2 separate regions of the Mus musculus genome follow, and region 1 is linked to region 2. Evidence: chromatin contacts called from public Hi-C data. All regions are on one chromosome and are shown on one strand. The core of a region is the stretch at or near the end of the contact, and the rest is flanking DNA. Distances in the headings are between cores, read along the strand shown. Region 1 has its middle 380 kb from the start of Gm25020. Region 2 has its middle 440 kb from the start of Gm31711.

The links. A called contact is a pair of places that touch in the nucleus more often than the background predicts.
Region 1: a Hi-C map of embryonic stem cells shows a contact between it and region 2, with 1.8 times the contacts expected there. The contact joins two enhancer-like sites. A contact is called at or near these places in 2 of 484 Hi-C or Micro-C datasets (cranial neural crest and embryonic stem cells) and 1 of 115 datasets of contacts at active chromatin or transcription factors (embryonic stem cells).

The regions. Positions count from the first base shown.
Region 1 is chr13:16,826,859-16,833,487 of GRCm38.p6, reverse strand. No RefSeq gene overlaps it. Among named protein-coding and RNA genes, the nearest start is that of Gm25020, 380 kb to the left of the region's middle. Within about 2 kb of position 2,532, at least 12 of the 459 cell types and tissues checked have an H3K27ac peak or open chromatin away from gene starts, as enhancers often do. A contact at or near this core is called in embryonic stem cells, where this site is marked.
Region 2 is chr13:16,693,412-16,700,044 of GRCm38.p6, reverse strand. No RefSeq gene overlaps it. Among named protein-coding and RNA genes, the nearest start is that of Gm31711, 440 kb to the right of the region's middle. Within about 2 kb of position 3,099, at least 17 of the 459 cell types and tissues checked have an H3K27ac peak or open chromatin away from gene starts, as enhancers often do. A contact at or near this core is called in embryonic stem cells, where this site is marked.

The DNA of each region.
Region 1 (6,629 bases), core at 1,283-3,782, 130 kb before region 2:
TCTTTGGCTTTGAAGCTTGGCTAAGTATGGCTTTATTGACTGAGATTGATTACACAGGGAATGGGAGCTAGTTTGGGAGATGGAAGGGTTCTGATTTTGAGAAATGCAAACAGGGCTTCTAGTCTATATCTGTTTTTACAAGGTCTTTTGGTTCTTCAGGGAGTTGTCTAGATTAGAGGAATAAATGTAAGGGTGTTCTGAAGGAAAGGGAACATACTCTGGGACTGACTCCAAGAAAATCTAAGAGTTTGCATGTGGAAGGAAGAAGCAGACTCACCAAAAGGCACTGAAAGAAGTAGCCATATATTTGAGTGAGGAAGGGGAAATGTGTTAGCTGTAAGTTGGAGAGAAGATTATCTGAGTTAGTGAGGGTACCCATGGTCAGGACCACTGAAGGATTTTGATGGCAGGTGAAGCATGAAGAAGTTCATATCTGGCTTCAGTGGCATAGCTGGAATGGAAAAAAGGGAATGGCAGATTTCAAAGCCAATGGATTCCCTTGTATGGATGCTCTTTCACACATGCCTACCTAATAAAGAACTGAGCTTCAGAGGAGAATGTGCGAGCATTCAAAAATGAGTCAGACTGGACTGGTGCATGTCACACATAATGCCACACTTGTTTTCTTGTCAGAACTGTCAGATCCTCTATGATATTTCAAGGCCATACAGTCAGGACAGAAGCATGCTACCTCCTCTTTTTCAGATGCTACCTCTCAAGTCTTAGCAGGTTTGGACATTGGCAGGTCCATCCTACCTGCTAAGAACAATAATTCTGTTGGTTCTGCTGTAGTCCTGCCTTTCTAGCTAATTAACCAGCTCCTAACATGTGCTTGACAGACTCTGAGAAGACACAAAATGGTCATCATGAAGCCCTTGCTACAAAAATGAATCATATTTCTAGTACCATTTAGGGGAATTACAGTGAAACAATACCAAATGGTATTCTCTGCTTCATGCTTTAAGACAATTGCACAGGCTTTTTTATACTTGTGTTATAGAACAATGCAAAATATACTGGGTGGGTGTTAGCCAGGAGTGTCCAAGCAGGCAAAGATTAGGTGTACTGAGCTCATATTTCCATGAGGAAGATAGGAATGGCTCACTGACTTGTATGGAGATATAGGGGTTCAGGAACAAGTGGACTGTAAAGGAGAGAATTTAAGAAGAGCTCAGTTTCCCTTCTGAATGTACACCAACTGGACTCCAGATGCAGCTGGATGGAGCAGTGTCACCTTGTATTTCTGGAGCCTTAGCCATAGCTCCTCTCGACTGGACTGGTTTGGCTCTTCTGTTCCCCGGGTGTCAAAGTCACTTAGGCTGAGACAAACAGCCTGTGGCCTGATATTGCATGATTGTGTTTTATTTGACTGATTTTATTTTGGCACAGAAACCACGGGAAAACACAGATGCACTGGAGCTTGCGCTCGACAGATGAAGCAGGGGATCCAGGAATTAGGCTGTGCCCTGGGGCAGCTGGATTTGCCAGGCAGGCAGTGATGCATCCGAAGCCGTAGGAGAATGGGTCCTGGTAGTGGGCTGGACAGCTGGCCATTCACTCATGTGGGAGGCACTTGAAAAGTAGCAGACGTCAGTGTGTGGCTTCTGTCTTGAAGTGGTCTTGAAATATTCTCAGAACTTCCTTTTACAGATTCCGTAGAAGCATTTTAATAGGAAGAAAGCACCCAAAAGGGTATTGTAGACAACTACTGACTCTAGAGTGAGTCATAAGGTAAGGTTCATGAAAGATTATGCCTCCTTGTCTCTGGATACCTGAATCTCATGAAAAATGAGTCTGGGGGCCATTTTATAGATGTCTTCAGAATAAACAACAGAGCACATGGTCCTCATATTTTAGTCTACTCTATAGGCAGCTAACAAATTCTTCACAGATTAAGACCTTATTTTTGGAATCTCAGGTAGGCACATGATAATTCTATCAATACCAATACCTCTTCTAATAAAATGTAACATGCTGTTTTTGAACTATATAATTGCTTACTGTCCACACACTCTTATGTTAGCAAACCAGTGGTAAAACCCTGAGAAAGGTCCTTCCCCCATTCACGTTTCCCCTCCATCCTGGAGAGGTCTTCCCTCCATCTTCCATTCCCTATAGGGAATCTATTTATAAATAAATAGTGTCATATGTACGGAACCTTCCTTTTCCCCAGCACTCTCCTAAGTCTATCCTGCACAAAGAATTTAGGGAAATCTATGAAAAGAACAATTTTGAGTAGATTCATCTAATCTTCCCACAGCTCCCCATTGTACTGGGCCCAGTTTTAAGTCATTTACCTCAGTCCTGACCCTGGCTATATCCTTAATCTGACATCTTACTTGTCTTTTCTTCTTACAATGCTAGTTCCCCCAAATCCTTTTCTCCATCCTAACCTTTCAGGATCCTGCTTAAAGACCACCTTCCCACAGACCACTTCACAAAGCAATTTTGGTGCTCAGGCTTTATCTGTCTACATCTAATTTCAGGATGCATTTTTTTTTTTTTGCTCCAATTCTCATGCAGCCCACAAGCTCCATGAGGGCAGCTGCCGCAGACCCTTTTGGTCCCTGTCTGCATAGAACAGTTCTCTGGTTGCAGGTGGACAAGGAATTAGCAAAATGAATGACAGACAGATCAACACGGGAGAATGTGTAGAATCTGAATGTAATTTGTCAAGTCAAGCATCATACTTTTTATATAGAAGAATAACAAGAAACCAGACGAGATACATCCACCAAATTACAGTGACTCAAAACATAAGGAATGTATACATCAAAAGATGGCTGGGACCAGGCGCTGCTGTTTACCTCTAAGAAGGGAGCCAGGTGTAATGCTAGTCTATTGTTAAACCCACCACCAGGAGTTCTAGTGAAGAAACCTGTCTCAGGGGGATTCCCTAACTCTCTCTCTCATGGTAAACCCTCCTATTTGCTAGGCCATTGTGTATTCCCTCGTCTGGGTAAGACTGGCTATTGTCCCAAGTAAACACTCTGCAGACCACCCCGAGCTATTCCTGCTCCGTTCTTTGTAATGCTTAATTAGTTTCACCCTCTCTACTAGAAGTAAATTTGAATGTTAATTCCTACTGAACTCCATGTTTGTCGGCTTCAAGGATTTTCTAGGACGTTAGAACACTGGCGAAGGCTTAGCTATGTCAGAATTCAATCTTTAAAGGCACTTATGATAAAATAATACTAAAATAGAACACGTGGATCCATACACCAAACTAATGCAGGGATAGGGTATGAGTATGGGTTATGAGAACACCAAGGTTCCAGGAGGTGAGTTTCTCTGAAACTCATTGCCTCGTGAGTGCTCCCAGGCCTCTCGGCCTGCCAAGCAAACTTCACTGGAGTGTGTGTAGCAGGCAGCCATATTCATCTCTTATTCACAATGAACAGAATGCCTGAGACAACATGCCTGATCCATACATAATTGTCTAATTGATGTGTGAATAAAAGCCCCAAATGCAGTTATGATGGGTATAATGAGACAGGGAAGCAACCAGGGAAATAAGTAGAAAGGAGAGGACACAGCCTGTTTAATACGGTTTACTTATTGCACTCCCATTAGATCTAGATTTCAGTATGTTCATGTCTGCATGCCAGACCTTTGGGCCCAGACTCTAGACTACTGCTTAAAGTTCCCTTAGGTATGTCCTCCTGGATGTATGTACTGTCCTTGCCTCAGTAGACCCTGGCAGGAAGCCAAGTCTTATGGATTCAAGCTTCAGACCTTTGTGCTTAACTGTAGAGTTGGCAGGGGGCCAGCCAAATAACTCCAGCAGGGATTTTACTGCTAATCTCTGCCGGCTGGCCAACCTCAGTATCTCTGCATGCTTCAAATTCTCCTACCCCATATTTAGTTATTAATGTTACCACTCACATCTTGTCTATATTACATATCCATTAGCAATTATCATAACTATAGTTATTGTTAATACTTTGCCTTTCTACTTTAATACTAGAAACAAAGTGACTTTTTCACCAACCTTCCAGTAGCAGAGTCTTCAGAATGTGAAATTTGTCTACTGATAAAAACTTTCTCCCATTTTATCCATCTGGGATAGGTTTATAATCTATCCTTCAGTTTCTGAAGGACATTTTTTGTTAGGTCTGGTACTTTCAGTAAGCATATTTTATTCCATTTCCTCAAATATATATTCCATTATATGTGTAATCTGCAAAGTTTCTGTTGAGTAATTTGTCAGTAATATTAAGTAAAAACAACCCAAAGTGATAACAGAAATCATTATTTAGTGATAAAAATGTAAAGTCATAAAGATGACATAACAAGTTTAACCATGTTTACTCAACACTGAAGCATCCAAATATATAAAGTTAATCCTAACAGAACAAAGAATAATGTAGAGTACAGAAGGTGTAAAGAAATACAATGCCACACTTTCAACAATGTGAAGGTTATTCGGATATAAAATCAATAAAGAAAAAGCACACACAATCAATTCCAAAGAGCAGTTGGGTCAAACATACATGCAGAGAGACCAGTCTATCTAACAACAGCAGAGTGCTATACTGAGTTACACACAAAACAGTTTCCATGGAAAGTCAAATGGTAGGACACACAGTAAATCTCAGGTAGTTCAAAAATCTTCAAGTCATATCAAGTGTATTTTCAGACGAATAAAAAATAGTAGTAGGAGGAAAACTGGAAAATTAATCAATATGTGACACTTTTAGAAACATAATTTTAAAAAATCTCATGATTGGATGATGGAACCGTGAGTTAAAACAAAATCAACCCAGTCATAATAGCATCAAACATTTAAAAACCATTGGCTTGAGATGCTTCATCAGGTAGGTTTGCTTGTGCACAGACCTGATGACCTGAGCTCAGTCCTAGGATCCCACAAGGTGGCAGGAGAGAACCAACTCTCAGCAGGTATCATTTGTATTCTATGTATGCTTCATAGGACACAAACCACACACACACACACACACACACACACACACACACACACACACACACACACTAAGACACTGATTTGTAAAAACGGAAAAATAGGATTAGACAATTAGGTGCTATATTTATATACTGAAAACACAAAACATTGAAGAAAGAAATTGAAGTGTGAGTTTACAAATGGTGATAGGTTAGAAAAATGGATTTTTCTCAAAAAAATGAATAAGGGGACTATCTTAGGATACAGCAGTTTCATTGTGTAAAAAGAGAGCATAAAGGAAATAAAATTACTTTTTTAAAAATAAATTAATAGTGTTAAATATTTTTTGCTATCAAAAGTAATCAATACATTTTGTGTGGTCTCTATCAAAGCTTCAGTAATATTTCTACAGAAGTGAAAAAATATTCAAAGGTTCTCAAACAGCTAAAATAGTCAAGTAAAAAGAATGAAGCAGAAGGCATCAAACAACCTAATTTCAAGATATACTCTAAGCCTGTTATCAACAAAATAGCCCTGATTAAAAACATAAAGACTAACAGAATAGAACACACACACACACACACACACACACACACACACACATTCCTATATATTGCATTTTTATTTCTTACATTTTTAAAAAAAACTATCTTATAATTGTTTGTACTTATTTGTTTTGTATGCACAGGTGGGTATGCACAGGGTGATAGCGCTGGTGTATATTTCATATTGCAGGAGTCAGTTCTCTGATACCACAATGTAGGTCCCAGGGATCAAACTCAGGTTATTATGCTGGACAGCAAATGCTTTTACCAATGGATCCATCTTACAGACCTCCTCTTCCACCTTAAATTCACTCATTGTTCAATGAACAGGCTGACTCATTTTGTGTTGTTGTAAAAAATGCTGCAATGCACAGGGAGTACAGCTTCTCTTTGACATTGTAATTTTATTTCCTTTATGCTCTCTTTTTACACAATGAAACTGCTGTATCCTAGGATAGTTCCCTTACTCATTTTTTGAGAAAATTCCAAACTGTTGGTCCATGATGGCTTTGAGTTTATTACGTTCCTATCAATAGTGTGAAAGATGTTTTCTCTACATTTTTTTTACTCTCATCACCATGGTTTTTGGTAGTTTAAATGATATCATAGGGGGTCTTTACATATTTTAAAAGATGTATTTATTTATTTTTATATGTAGGAGTAACTTACCTCCTGTATGTTACACCTTATGTGAGCAATACCCATGAAGACCACAAGAGAATATCTGGTCTTCTGAGATTGAAGTTATAGATAGTTGTGAGTCACCACATATATCCCAGGAGTAGGACCTGGGTCCTCTGGAAGAGCAGTCAGTGCTCTCAAATTGTCTAGTTATGCCTTTAGCCTGAGGTGCTGAGTTACAGTCCCCTTGTGAGTAGCACTAAGGAGACTTTCCCCCCTAATACTTGTTGATTACTTGCATATCTTCTTTGAGAAATGTATATTTGTGTTCTTTTCCCACTTTAAGTTGAAAAAACTAAGAATACACACTCATACACAGTGCAGTATTATTCATTCTTTCAAAATGGAATTTCGTAGTATGAGACAAGTGAATATAAGATATGGACGATATCGCTAAGTGAAATAAGCCAGCATAGGAAAGCAAATAATACTCTCTCTTATACATAGAATAAAAACCACTGCATCTCATAGAAACATAGAGCAGAAGATGATAGCCATAG
Region 2 (6,633 bases), core at 1,850-4,349:
AATATCACATCTAGTAAGTGTCTACTCTGCTGTTTATTGAGTTTTGTGGCTCATTTTAATTAGAATCCCTGTAGTGTTCATCGCCAAGTACACCCTCTGACAGGGATGCTTCTGATTGTGATAAGGAAGCAGTCATCCATCTTTGCTTAGGTCTCTGGTGTTGGAGTCTGTCCAGTGCTTTTTCCAACATCCATTGCGGTGATTGTCTGGTTTTCTCATTACTGTCTTATGTGGACTCTCACTCCAGTTAAATTAAACTGTTTGCTCATTTCAGAAATTTATGCTTTGTATAAATCACTCGCTTTTACTGGATAAAGTTCTGCATCAGGCAGTATTTCCATGGGAAAATGAAAGAAATACCAAAGTGCAGCATCTGAAACAGAAGAGGAAACACCAAAGGCCATTTCATTGAGAAATCCAGGAGCATTGGTCCAGTGGGTATCACAGGACACAGTTCTACTCCCCTTTTCTTTCTGAAAACTTGGCATTTGTCCCTATAGAAGACATTCTCCCTTATCATCTCTGACATTCTGCTGGCCAGCAGGTATGATCTCTGCATCCCACCCTATTAGAGTGGCTCTTATAGACAATGGCATGTGTTTCCCAAATGATCAGGGTTCAACTGCTGATCCTAGCATGCACGTGAGAACAGTAGGATCAGGTGAAAGTTACACTGCTTCTAGGTTTCATGATGTTATTGCCAGTGTGGCTCCACACTACAGAGCACTGATTTTCTAACATAGATATTTGGGTGCAGCCTTCCTTTTCTTTGCGATCTGTGACAACCCCCAGGGAACTCCTTTCTTCTGCCACTATTTCTTCACCTCCACCATTTCTCATGGTGGTCCCACTTCTTAAACTCCAAACAGGTAGTAGAGAGTGAAGAGGCTTACAACTCAAAGTAATACTATGCATTAATAGGATTCTCAGTCTGGAGACATTCTCTTTAAAGTGTAAGCATCCTGGAAGGAATGACAGTGTTGTAAGGAGACACCGTGCTTCCCCTTGACTATTGCACTATTGAATCAACAGTCTCTGGGAAAGGAAAGTTTCCCCAGGAACCCCACCATGGTACCACCCAGAGCAGGAATTTCTCTCCCATTTCACAAAGTTTTACTTGTCAAAACAAACTGAAGACAAAAAATAAAAGGAAGGGAGGGGGGAAGGGAGGGAGGGGGGAAGGGAGGGAGGGAGGGAGGGAGGGAGGGAGGGAGGGAGGGAGGAAGGAAGGAAGGAAGGAAGGAAGGAAGGAAGAAAGAAAGAAAGAAAGAAAGAAAGAAAGAAAGAAAGAAAGAAAGAAAGAGAGAGAAAGAAAGGATAAAAACAAAAAGGCTAGACCATTTTAGGTTGAGAAGCTCTTCGTAGCAAATTTAATCCTGTTGAACAGTTTGGGTAATCATCCTGTGTCAGAAAAGACATTTATAAGTCTGTTGGTCATTTAGAATTTAGAAGTCTGTTGAAGTTGTCAGGGATCTATGGGACCTTGGGTTGTTGATATCACTATTGTGATTGTGTAGCCATTAAAATATTAAGTCTGTCTATAATGGTGCCCTCTAGGGGGAACTGCACTGAGGAGTCTTTTTGTAAACTTATATTCCTCAAAGTAGCACAAGACAACAGTGATGTGCCCTGAGGATGGCTGGAAACCTAGCACAAGCCTCTGGCCACGTCCTCATTTTATTGTGCTTTTGAACTTATTGTACTTTGCCACTACTGTTATTGGCATGAGGAACTGACAGTGTGTGTGAATATGTCAATGTGTCTGGGGGGTAACCTTTAGAGTCTATTAATATACAAGAGCTGTTGTTTCTGTGTCTTTTTTCTCTGAAGAAAAAAGCAGTTAAAAGAAAATATAGGAATGTTATGGTTAATAGTAACACAGTTAAGACTGAAAAAAAAGTTATGCAGGCTTCCCTTCAGCTAGACCTAAGTGCTGAGCTTCTGTTCGCGTGGAATGCTTTGGTCCTAGAACTTAAAAATATTAATTCTGTAAATTGAGGCTTAAAAAAAGAAAAGAAAGAAAGTAATACAACAAAGATCTCTTGTTAAATGATTTAGGAGAGATACTTGATCATCTAAATCAAGTATTTTAAAGGACAATAAGTATCTTACAGACTGTCGTGATAGTACAGTTTGTTTACGTGAAGCAACACTCATTGCAGACATAAGACAACAGTTTTCCTAAATTATAAAGTTTGGTATTTCCTGTAAATTTTGATAATTTTTAATCAAAGGAGGTTTTAGAAAAATTTAAATTGTATTTATCATTAATAGTTAACAATAACAGAAAATGAAGACCCAAATGTGATTTTGTTAATGCTCAAAAATTTTTAAACTGGCTCAGTGAGTATGACTGTCACCAAGGCCAGAACCTGAGTTCACTCCCAAAGGCCCACATGATGTAAATTTTAGACAAACCCTTAACACTGCACTCCAAGCAATGTCTCTGACTACTAAAACATGCTGGATATTTCTCACCTTAACAGTATATCCATAAATAAATAAATACTTAATTCTCTAACTATTTTCTTTTTTAAAATATTTTTTATTACATATTTTCCTCAATTACATTTCCAATGCTATCCCAAAAGTCCCCCATACTCTCCCCCCCACTTCCCTACCCACCCATTCCCATTTTTTTGGCCCTGGCATTCCCCTGTACTGAGGCATATAAAGTTTGTGTGTCCAATGGGCCTCTCTTTCCAGTGATGGCCGACTAGGCCATCTTTTGATACATATGCAGCTAGAGTCAAGAGCTCCGGGGTACTGGTTAGTTCATATTGTTGTTCCACCTATAGGGTTGCAGATCCCTTTAGCTCCTTGGGTATTTTCTCTAGCTCCTCCATTGGGAGCCCTGTGATCCATCCAATAGCTGACTGTGAGCATCCACTTCTGTGTTTGCTAGGCCCCAGCATAGTCTCACAAGAGACAGCTATATCTGGGTCCTTTCTTTTAATTATTACCTCAAAGATGGACTTTTTATGGTAACGTGGCTTCTTCATTCTTCTTTCTGACATTCTGCATTTAAGCAGTGCCCTTTCTCTTCTTCCTACCACTGCCTTTCTCTTTAATTGGCTTGTGGAGGATAACAACCTGAACCCAGTTTGTTAATCCTGCTGTGGCTCAGGCTCATTCCCTGGAACAACAGATAACAAAAGGACCTCTTTTGTGTTGAGTCATTCCCTTTAGGGCATCGCTGAGGATTGTAAAAGAAACCCACCCAAGGGTGAATGAGACCACTTTCAGTCACGTGTAGACATAAGGAAAACAAATCAGCAGCGAAGATGTTAGAGCAGAAGCTTTGTAAAAATTAAGGATAGGGCACATCCAGCCAGTAGCATTTTTTTAAGTAAACAAAACAATTCAACACACCAAGCGAAGAAAGCCATGTATAGTGAAGGTGAAACCAGCCTTTGACAGTAATGAGTTTGTCATGGGGAGCTGTGACTCCCGGGAAGGGCTTGCCAGTGAAATGTAGATGGTGAGAAAGTTGGAGTTTTGTGGTTTTAGGCAGGGCTGAGGCTAGCCATTCAGGAGCAGATTGATGCCTAGAGGCTGTGAGTAAGGAACAAGGCAAGGCAGAGAGAATTACCCAGGTAAGTTTGTCATGGTTCCCAGCAGGGTTTGGCTGCTCAGGCTAAAACTGCCTCAGTCTGGTGGTTTTCAAACCAGCTCTCAAGAAAAACCAGAAGAACCGTTCCTTCCTTGTTTGTCTTGCACTGAAGTCAGGAGAAGGACTTGGTGGCTTCCACAATCAAGGAAACCAGCAAACATTCTGAACTCACTTGGTTCGCTTCTTCATCTTTTGCCTGCCTTCCTTTTCCTTCATACTAGTTACACCTTCAGAGATTGCCTCACCCAGCAGCAAGAAAGTAGGCTTGTGGGCCAATTGTACTTACTAGCAAATTGGTCCTTTGTCTTCCCAACAGTGAAAGTACAGAGTGAAGGACACTGGGCATCCTCTCCACCATGCTTTGTCACTTTAAAAGGAGAACTAGTACTAACTTCATACTGTTTTGAGGCTGTTTTGTCTTTCTGTTTTAAAACTATACATAATCTTTTCCTGTAGAAGAGAAGAATACAACGTAATTTTTCTTCCTAAGTAAAAACTAAGTGATCTTTTAAACTAGAACAGCATGCATTTTAAAAAGACAATTCTATATTTTCTTATCTACTTGACTGATTAATTTTCTCCCCTCACATTTGTTAATGAACAAATACCATAATTGTCACTTAATTTTTTGGGTAAGAGGTAGTAGGAGACTGTCCAAGCCATCTTACATCTTAATTATGAGTTATCCTTCTCCTCAGCAGCAATAGCTATCCCTGTCTACAAATAATTATGAATTGAGTATATGCAGATGCTTCAGTCTCATATGATGTATCATTGTTCATGCCCCCTTTCTCCCTCACTCTCTCTCTCCCTCTTGTGTAACATGATCATAATATCTGAGATGTGTTTGGTAATTAGATTCCCACAGGTACTTTCAAGTATCAGGTAGCACAGGTACAAAATTTTCAGTTATGAAAACAGACAGTGGATTTCCTCTTCTTTACTTAGGAAGGCTCCATGATATGGTATTAAAAACACATATTGCATGGAAAGGTAGTGTTTAATTAACAATATATAGGAAGTGGCCCTTTTTTAAAACAATAAACTTATGTTCTGTCTTCACTGAAGCAAGTATATTAGTACAATTCCAAGTATTAGACACTAGGAGTCATAGTACTCAGAGCATAGCTACCAAGGATAACATAAACAAATCTCAGATGAGGAGAGATTGAGTTTTTTTTTTTAATCTTACTTAGCAATACAGTATTGTTATATATATGTGCAAAAATGTAATTTTAACAATGCAAACTCAGTACAGTTAGGCAAAGTTATCCTATGGATCAGTGGTACCCAGAAGGCACAGAGATTCTCAACCTGTGACCTGGCAGGCCTCATGGTTATCAGGTATAACTTTAAAAATATACAGAAAGAAGCAGAGAGAGTCTATCCAGACTTTTAAAGTATGGAACTAAGTAGCAGGCTGTATTTCCTTCTTAGAGTTATTAATTTTTCTGGAGCTAGCAGCAAGAAAGATTGTGTGTTCTGATGTTTTACTGTTAAGAGACATGTATTAAAGGTTTGTGCATCTGTGTCTGCCCTGAACAGTTTGCAAGTGGCTTGTTTTGCTATGACAGCATTACGGAGCAAATTATTGCTAAAGGATTATTTACAGGCAGTGGTTGGACCTGAGAGTTTCTCTTCCTTGTCTAGGTGATAGACTCTTGGATATCAAATTTCTTGTCTGTACTGTTGTCCCATGAAACTGCTTGATTCTGGTAAATGCAGAGTTTGGCAGTCCTTGATGAAGTATATTTATGAGTTAAGTCCAAATGAATCCCAAACATATGGATAACATTTCCCTTGGAATATCTAAATTAAAGATGGAAAGCACTTCAAAAAATGTTCTGGGGACTTGCTGCTCCTCAGGCCATCATTAAAGTTAGAGTGATTTTCTCCGAATCACAACTCCAAACTTGCCTGTGCTGTATCATCCTTGAAGGTCACCATTTTGGCTTTCATGATTCCTATACCCCTAGGAAGGTCACCTTGAATCCTAGAAGTGGACACACCCAACCTCAGAGAGTCACAGATCAAGTTGAAAGCATTTTATGTGTAACACCCTCATTGTCTCCTCCAAGTTCCTGCCTTATCCAAACCTCAAGCACAGTTAGTGCCAAATGCATAGGAATGAATGAGACCTAGGAAGCCATCCAAACAGAAGCCTTTCTCAGGCAGAACAAGCATGACATTGGCTTTCACTCCCACAATGCAGAGCCATAATGGATTTATTGACATAATTTCTAAAAGGGAAAACAAACATGGAAAACTATCTGTCACTACAGTGTCTTCATTTTACAGATAAACAAATCTGTAACGACTATATGATCTTGATATTATTTTTGTACTTACTATGTTGACAGTCTCAGAGAAATAATTTCAAAGTGACTCCTGAAGTTGTTGTACACTCTATTTCTGTCCTCTTCTTTCTTCAGATGAGGTATACATCATTTATAGCCTCTCAAACAAATATGTATATGAATAAGATTACTTTTAAAATCACCACACATTTTCTGCCTTGGCTAGAAAGAAAATCTTTGCTTATACTCTCAGTGATTGTAATAGTATGCATCCCCTACTCCCCCCCCCCAAATTATAGAAATTTCCTTTTAACTTTGACCTTAGTATTTAAATGAACCTCAGGCCTCTGTATCAGGGAGTTGAAATTTTGGGTCTGGTATCTGGTAACCCACTGTGTACATCACCAAAGAGACTAGTTGTGTCACCACCAGTAAGAGGGGTTTTCTTCAGCCCAGTGTTCCTGCATTCCGTCCACCATTTGGTCATAAGCCAATATATGTTGGGGTCTGAACACGAATATGCTTATGAGAATTCAAACCTGCTCCAGTGTCACTGGAGTTAAATGTTCTTTCTTGTTACTGCTTTGATTAAGGACTGCAAGTGGCACACGATAAGCCACTGTCGCTGGGACATTCCTGATGCTATAAATTGTTCTTTCTCACTTACGGGAGCTGGGAACACTTTCACTTATTGGAGTTTTCAATACAGTCACAAAAGACATT